Regions from separate parts of the Mus musculus genome. Here region 1 is linked to region 2. Evidence: chromatin contacts called from public HiChIP or PLAC-seq data. All regions are on one chromosome and are shown on one strand. Each heading gives the region's core, a stretch centred on a gene start, on an enhancer-like site or on the middle of the called end of the contact. The rest is flanking DNA. Distances are from core to core; before and after follow the strand shown.

What was found. HiChIP or PLAC-seq counts read pairs in DNA pulled down with a chosen protein or histone mark.
Region 1: a contact with region 2 is called in a FOXA1 HiChIP or PLAC-seq map of pancreatic cancer cells. The contact joins two enhancer-like sites. A contact is called at or near these places in 1 of 39 promoter capture datasets (neutrophils), 1 of 115 datasets of contacts at active chromatin or transcription factors (pancreatic cancer cells) and 1 of 9 other capture datasets (liver).

What each region holds. Positions count from the first base shown.
Region 1 is chr11:70,199,999-70,203,410 of GRCm38.p6, reverse strand. No RefSeq gene overlaps it. Among named protein-coding and RNA genes, the nearest start is that of Slc16a11, 12 kb to the left of the region's middle. Within about 2 kb of position 1,635, at least 32 of the 459 cell types and tissues checked have an H3K27ac peak or open chromatin away from gene starts, as enhancers often do. A contact at or near this core is called in pancreatic cancer cells, where this site is marked.
Region 2 is chr11:69,470,264-69,473,352 of GRCm38.p6, reverse strand. Dnah2 (dynein, axonemal, heavy chain 2) reads left to right here. Exons shown (of 86, transcript NM_001081330.1): 39 at 1. Among named protein-coding and RNA genes, the nearest start is that of Kdm6b, 56 kb to the right of the region's middle. Within about 2 kb of position 1,667, at least 74 of the 459 cell types and tissues checked have an H3K27ac peak or open chromatin away from gene starts, as enhancers often do. A contact at or near this core is called in pancreatic cancer cells, where this site is marked.

The DNA.
Region 1 (3,412 bases), core at 386-2,885, 730 kb before region 2:
CACAGGTAGATGAGGAGATGGATAAGGGCTTTAGGGAAGCCATGGGGAAGACTGAGAACCACAGAGACAGTGTTTATTTCTGGGACACAGGATCTAGGAGCATGGCTACATTAGTGAAATCTCGTGGCTTTTATAGGAAGGAGCCCTGTGAATAAGGCCTTCTGTGGGCAACCTCTGTGAAGCCTTGTGCTCCCCCTTGCCCTGGGCACTTGTATCAGGGGAGCTATCTGCAGAGGTGGCTAGGATCGGAAGAGCAAAGGATGCATGTCATCCATAAGAAACATGGCTGTTTGAGGAACTCAAAAGCAAGAGTCTTTCCAGTATCGGCTTGGTTAATCTTGGGCTTCCAAAACTTAGCAGATGCGCCTCCAACCCCACCCTCCCCCACCTCCACAGCTCACCCAGTGACCAGGTCACAGGAGGTCAGAGTTCAGATGCACAGCCCACAAAAGAACAGGACCTGAGAAGGAGGTAAGGACATATTGGCCCAGGTTTGAGGCTCAGGGCCAGAGGAACGCTGCTGAGACAGGTAATGATGCTGGAAGGTTGTGAGGCCCACTGTGCACGGGAGCAAGTCTGCTTGATGACCTCATGAACTGGCTGGTCAGAAAGCCACATCGAGAGTGGTGCATAGTAGTACACGCCTTTAATCCCAGCACTTGGGAGGCAGAAACAAGTGGAACTCCGTGAGTCTGAGGACAGCCTGGACTACAGAGTGAGTTCCAAGACAGCCAGGGCTACACAGAGAAACCCTGTTTCAAAACAAACAACAAACAACAGAAGGAGGAAGAGGAGGAGGAGGAGGAGAACAGAGAGAAAGAAAGCCACACTGAACCCCCTCAAGAGACAGAGAGAGAATGTGTGTATGCATGCATGTGTATGTGTACGTGTGTGTACGTGTGTGTGTGGGGGTGTGAGTGTGTGTAGGTGTGTGTGGGTGTGAGTGTGAGTTGGGGGGTGTTGTTGATTGAATTGATCAAAGCCTATGTTGAGAGTCCTACCCCACATGAACACCCTTTCAGTTCCTCTTCCAAATCTGTCACCATGGCCTCTTCCAATCCAGTCGCCATCCGTTCCCTCTGTCACCTGCTCCGCCGACTCCCCATCCCTGTTACCATGCTGAGTTCTGTTTGCAGGAGCCGTGTGTGCCCTGAATTCCTCATGAGAGCAGTCTCTGCCCCAATTTTACTTATTTGAAATATTTTGGTTTCAGTTCTTCGGCCATGGTCAGTGTTAGAGTTTACATTCTGTGTCAGACTGTTAAAAATCCACGAGCAGAGATGGAGAGATGCTCAGGGTCCTTGCAGAGGGCTCAGGTTCCCAGAACCCACATCAGGCAGCTCACAACTGAAACTCTAATTCCAGGGGAACAGACGCCCTCTTCTGGCCTCCCCAGGCACCTGCATGTGTGCCGTGTCCATAAACTCACACAGGCACTCACTCGCACACACACATGTAAATAAGTCTTCTTAAACTCTAGCACAGTTAAGGGGGGAAATGGCTGGTTACATGACAGTGTGAAATTCACAAATTCACAAAGAAGGCTGCAGAAGTGAGTGTAACAGGACAGGATTGCCACAAGCCTAAGTGAGTTGCTCAAGCCACCACTAGGCCACTAGGTGTCGCTGCTGGCAGCCTTCTGCAAGCATCGGGTCTGGCAACCTTTGCCACTCTTCAGAAATGTTCTCTGCTTCTTGACACAGGAGCTCCCAAATTCAAATTCAAAGTCATGGTCGTGGCCTCTGCATCCTTGGTCCTGCATTCCTTCTTCTTCCTCGCTTGACCGAGCCCCAGAAAAGCAAACACCTAGTGTTTTCAGCGTCTGCAGATGGACGAGTTCAGCCTCCCAAGAAAAATAATACGGAAAACCCACACCCAGAAGTGCACACCTGTTACCTCGGCTATTCTGGCAGTTAAGGTGGGAGAACCGGTTAAGTCCAGAGTTTAGGGCCATGAGAAGCAACACAACAAGATATTTTATCTGAAAACACTAAGTGAATTAAAAACAAGCAAACAAGCCGAATGTGGTGGTGCATGCTTTTAATTCCAGCATTCCAGAGGTAAAGGCAGGCTGATCTCTGTGAGTTTGAGGCCAGCCTGGTCTTTAGAGCAAGTTCCAGGACAGCCAGGGCTACACAGAGAGACCTGGCCTTGAAAGACCAACCAACCAGCCAGCCAAACAAGCCAGTCAAAAAGACCTTGTGAGGAGGTGCATGCCTGTGAGCCCAGGACTCGGGAGAATGAGACAGAGAATTCCCAAGCCCATCCTGGGCTACATAGCAAGATCATATCTTAAAAATAATATACAAAGAAATGAATAATAAAGTGGGGGTTTTCTAAAAGGACGGGGTTCTGACTCCAGGCAGCTCATGACATTTAACTGTTTTAGTCCCGGTATACAAATTGTGTCAATCTAAATAGAATCTGAGCCATGACAATGGCGTATGTACATCATGTACTGGTAACTGGGGCCCAGCGACTTATAAAAAGTATTGTTCTGGACACTACTGTCCCTAAGCATCTGTAAAGAACGTTAATACCCTTAGGCCAGAATTATCAGTGGCCCTCCAGTGAGCAGAGACCTGCAAGGGACCCATCACAAGTCAGGGCACATTACAGATAGGTTCACTAATCAAGTCTGGGCGCCTTTGCTGCTTTTCAGTTCATTCTCATTTCCGCCCCACCCGTTCTCACCCCGTCTTCTCCACCCCAACCTTGCTCTGCCCCAGGCTTGGGTGATTCTCCTGTTTGATCCTGTTTGATCTGATCAGATAGAGCCAAGAGGTCAAGAGTGACTCTGTCCTTTTTCTCTCTACTCTGCCCATCTTTTATGCTACTGCTGAGTATTCTGTGTCTATCTACCTTTCTAGTTCCAAACTGGTACCTCAGTGTGTAACTTACATGGTCTCTTAGAAGATATATCTAGATAAACTCTAGATAACCCCACTGGGCTGCAATGGCTTGGCCTGGCCAGGATCTCTATTTAACTGAGTCATGTGAGCCTAAAAGCCAGAAGTGGGGGGTGGGAGGGAGAAGGAGTTGGATTACAGGTTTCCCTGAGGCTGTGGGAATGTACACTAGACACCCTGTGGGAGCTACCAAACCTGAGTGTCCAGGAGGTCAGCAATGAGTGAAATAAGGACACTCCAGGCAAAAGCATACCTTGTGCAACACTCCTACCAAGGTGTTCTTCTGGACCAAGGCATCTGAGGGCCTGCTTTCAAGATCAAGGCAGATGCCTGGGTGAAGTCCGGTGAGGACTGGTGAAGTCTGGACAAGTTGCCGGTCTGAAGGTTTCATGACCTGGCGGCCGGCTGGCCGGCATATACCCTCTTCTTTTAGATCTTTTCCCTTTCAGTGCATTTGCTCTGAGCTGAGTTCCTCTTATCTGCCACAAATCTCCTTTACAAAC
Region 2 (3,089 bases), core at 418-2,917:
GGTGCTTGCTCCCCCATCTCTTTTACTTATTTATTTTAAGATTTATTATTATTATTATTATTATTATTAATTTAATGTATGTGAGTACACTGTCGCAGGATTTTCAGACACACCAGAAGAGGGCATCAGTTCCCATTACAGATGGTTGTGAACCACCATGTGGTTGCTAGGAATTGAACTCAGGACCTCTGGAAGAGCAGCCAGTGCTCTTAACCGCTGAGCCATCTCTCCAGCCCAGCCCCACCTCCTTTGAAAAAGAACGTTATTTTGAGTTGTGTGTGTCTATGTGGAGGTCAGAGGACAGTTTACAGGAACCGGTTCTCTCCTCCCACCAGCTGGGTCCCCGGGATCAGAGTTGGATCGTCAGGAATGGCTGCAGGTGCCTTTACTCGCTGCTCCCTCTTGCTGGCTCAGTATTTACTCTTTATCAGGCTCCCTGATTTCATGAGTAACTGTGCATCTGAGAACAGGAAGTGTGACTGTCCTGAACTTCTGTCACTCATTAGGTGTGACTTTGAATGACACAGTTGGCTCCACCTAGGACCCACACAAACAGCTTCCTCTCTGACTCATCTCCTTCTGGAGTCCTGGCTCACCGACACTTACTTACTTACTTACTTTCCTACTTAATTAATTAATTTAGAGGTGGGGTGTTACTATGTAACCCTGGCTGACCCACCCGGAACTCCCTATATAGACCAGGCTGGCCTCCTGCTAACAGGGGTTGATTGGCCTACTGCCTCACCATGGGTCACCATGTCGGGCTCAGGTAACTTCAACTCAGCAGATCCTTGAAATCACTGAAAGCCCAGCTACCCTGACTGGATCCACTAGCCCTCGCCCACCTCGCCTCCTGTCCTCATGGTGGGAACTTTGAAGAGAGTCTCTGGGAGCTCTGTGGTGTGTGAGAGCAGAGGAACAGAGGAGGGGCAGAGGCGTCCCCTCCTCGTGTTCGTCCACACACTCTGAGCTGTCCTTTCAGTTGAAACTGCTAAATGCTGGATTAAAAAATTCAAAGAAATATGTCCTTTTTTATTACATTGCTTAGATGGCAAGAATTCTAGGGGCCTTGGTGTGGTGACAGTGAGTGAAGGGACTTTGTGAGGCAAGTAGGTTCCAATGCTGTTTTCCTGCCGTGGAATTTTGTCAGTCTAAGGCACCAGGAGTTGGAAGGCAAGCAGCCCAAGCCTGAAGGTGGAACAACGTAAAGCCCACTGTTATAGAAGTCAGGCTACAGGGACTCACCCTCCCCATCAACTGATGGGAAGGACAACTTACAACCTAGGAAGATCTGTGCTTGTCCAAGCCCTGGTGGTGGCAGGGAGGGGGTCAAAGGATTCCTGCAGTCTCTTCAGCTCAGCCTCACGCTGTCCACAGTCAGCATTCACTCTATGGTGTAAAGTCTCAAGCTTCACCTGCAGGGCAGGAGAAGGGGGTGTCCGTTGTCAGTGCCCCCAGGCGACTGGTGGGAGCAAAGGGAAGAATGGCTTCTGGAGGAGCTCAGTCCAGAAGAGCCCTGAAGGCAGCACCAGCCTGACCGCTGCGGATGGAGGTTGGGAAAAGGAGCTGTTCGCTGAAGCCAGCTAGAGTTGTGTAACAGGACTCTGTCCCAGGAGAAGAAAGGAGCTGTATCTCTAAGATCTGGTGTCTTAATGGCCCCGGGTGACAGAGCCTCCCCTGCTGAGTAGAGGTGTCGAGCCTGAGGAACAGCAGGCAGGAGAGGAATGAGTCAGATTAACCAGTACTGAGGGAACGTTTGCAGACTAGATGCTTTCTTTCATCTCTCGGCTTAAAGAATTGAGGCATCCAGACAGGCAAGTGAAAGTATTCATTCTCTCCGGGGAATTCTTCTGACCCAAGAAGAATGACAGGGACATGGCATAAAGATCCCAAGTGCACTGTCGCCTGCAGGAGCCCCACACACCCAGCCATATAAACAGAAAATGGGAGTAGAGGTAGGAGAATCAGGAATTCAGGGCTAACCTTGGCTACATAAGGAATTTGAGGGTAGCCTGGTCTAGAATACACACACACACACACACACACACACACACACACACACACACACGACAGAGAGAGAGAGAGAGAGAGAGAGAGAGAGAGAGAGAGAATATGAATATGAATGGATGATGTAAGGAAAACCAAAGCTCGCTGAACAACCTGAGAGAAGAGCTCTGGTAGGAAGGCCATTAGGTGTTACTAGTGGGAGGGAGGAGGCAAGGGAGGAGAGGGGATGTTGAGCCAAATCCCTGAGACAAGAGACTTTTTTAAATGCAGGGCAACAGACAGTATGGTAAAGAGTTTGAAGGAAAGTATTAGCCCTGGGAGAAGCAAGGAGTCTACTTTGTAAGGGTTTCTGAGAAGAGGGGTGGTCTTGTATCACAAGGAAGCAGGCTTAGTCAATGTATGATGTGTGACCTATGGTCTGCGACAGAAGTAAGGGACTGGGCACATTGCCATTCACGCCACACGGCAGGAGTCACTCTCGATAGGAGGTGGGGGCTTAGTTAATGTGTGACCCAGAAAAGGTGATGGCAGTGAGACTGACCCCCCTTCCCTCCAGCCTGCACCCCACCGTGCGTGTGCGTGTGCGTGTGCGTGTGCGTGTGCGTGTGTGTGTGTGTGTGTGTGTGTGTGTGTGTAGGGGGTGTGCTGGGGCTGGGCTTGTCCTTGTCTGGCTTGCATACCTATCTGCTTAGGACTTGGTTACCTGCAGGGCCTAGGTTCCCTAACAAAAGAACCCGAACAAACAAGAAAGAGCCTGGTGGAGAAATAGATAGGCCAAGGAGAGGAAATACAAAGCAAACCATCAATGGCCTCTGCTGGGGAGTGGTGGGCATCTCTGCAGACACAGGGACTCTGGGGGTGAGGAGGATAGCCGGTCCCCTCTATGCATTCAGGTCAGCCTGGGCCACCAAGACTCCACCCTGAACAATGATCAGAATTATCCAAGTGAAATTCTAATGAAATGCTATTAAGAAAGGACTATGGCAGACAAAGGGGAGAAGAGATAGGATTTAAAGGAAAATCTAGGTGAGATAACATTCAAACAATTTCAAAAGTCACAGAGAAGAGCATGGAGGGATGAG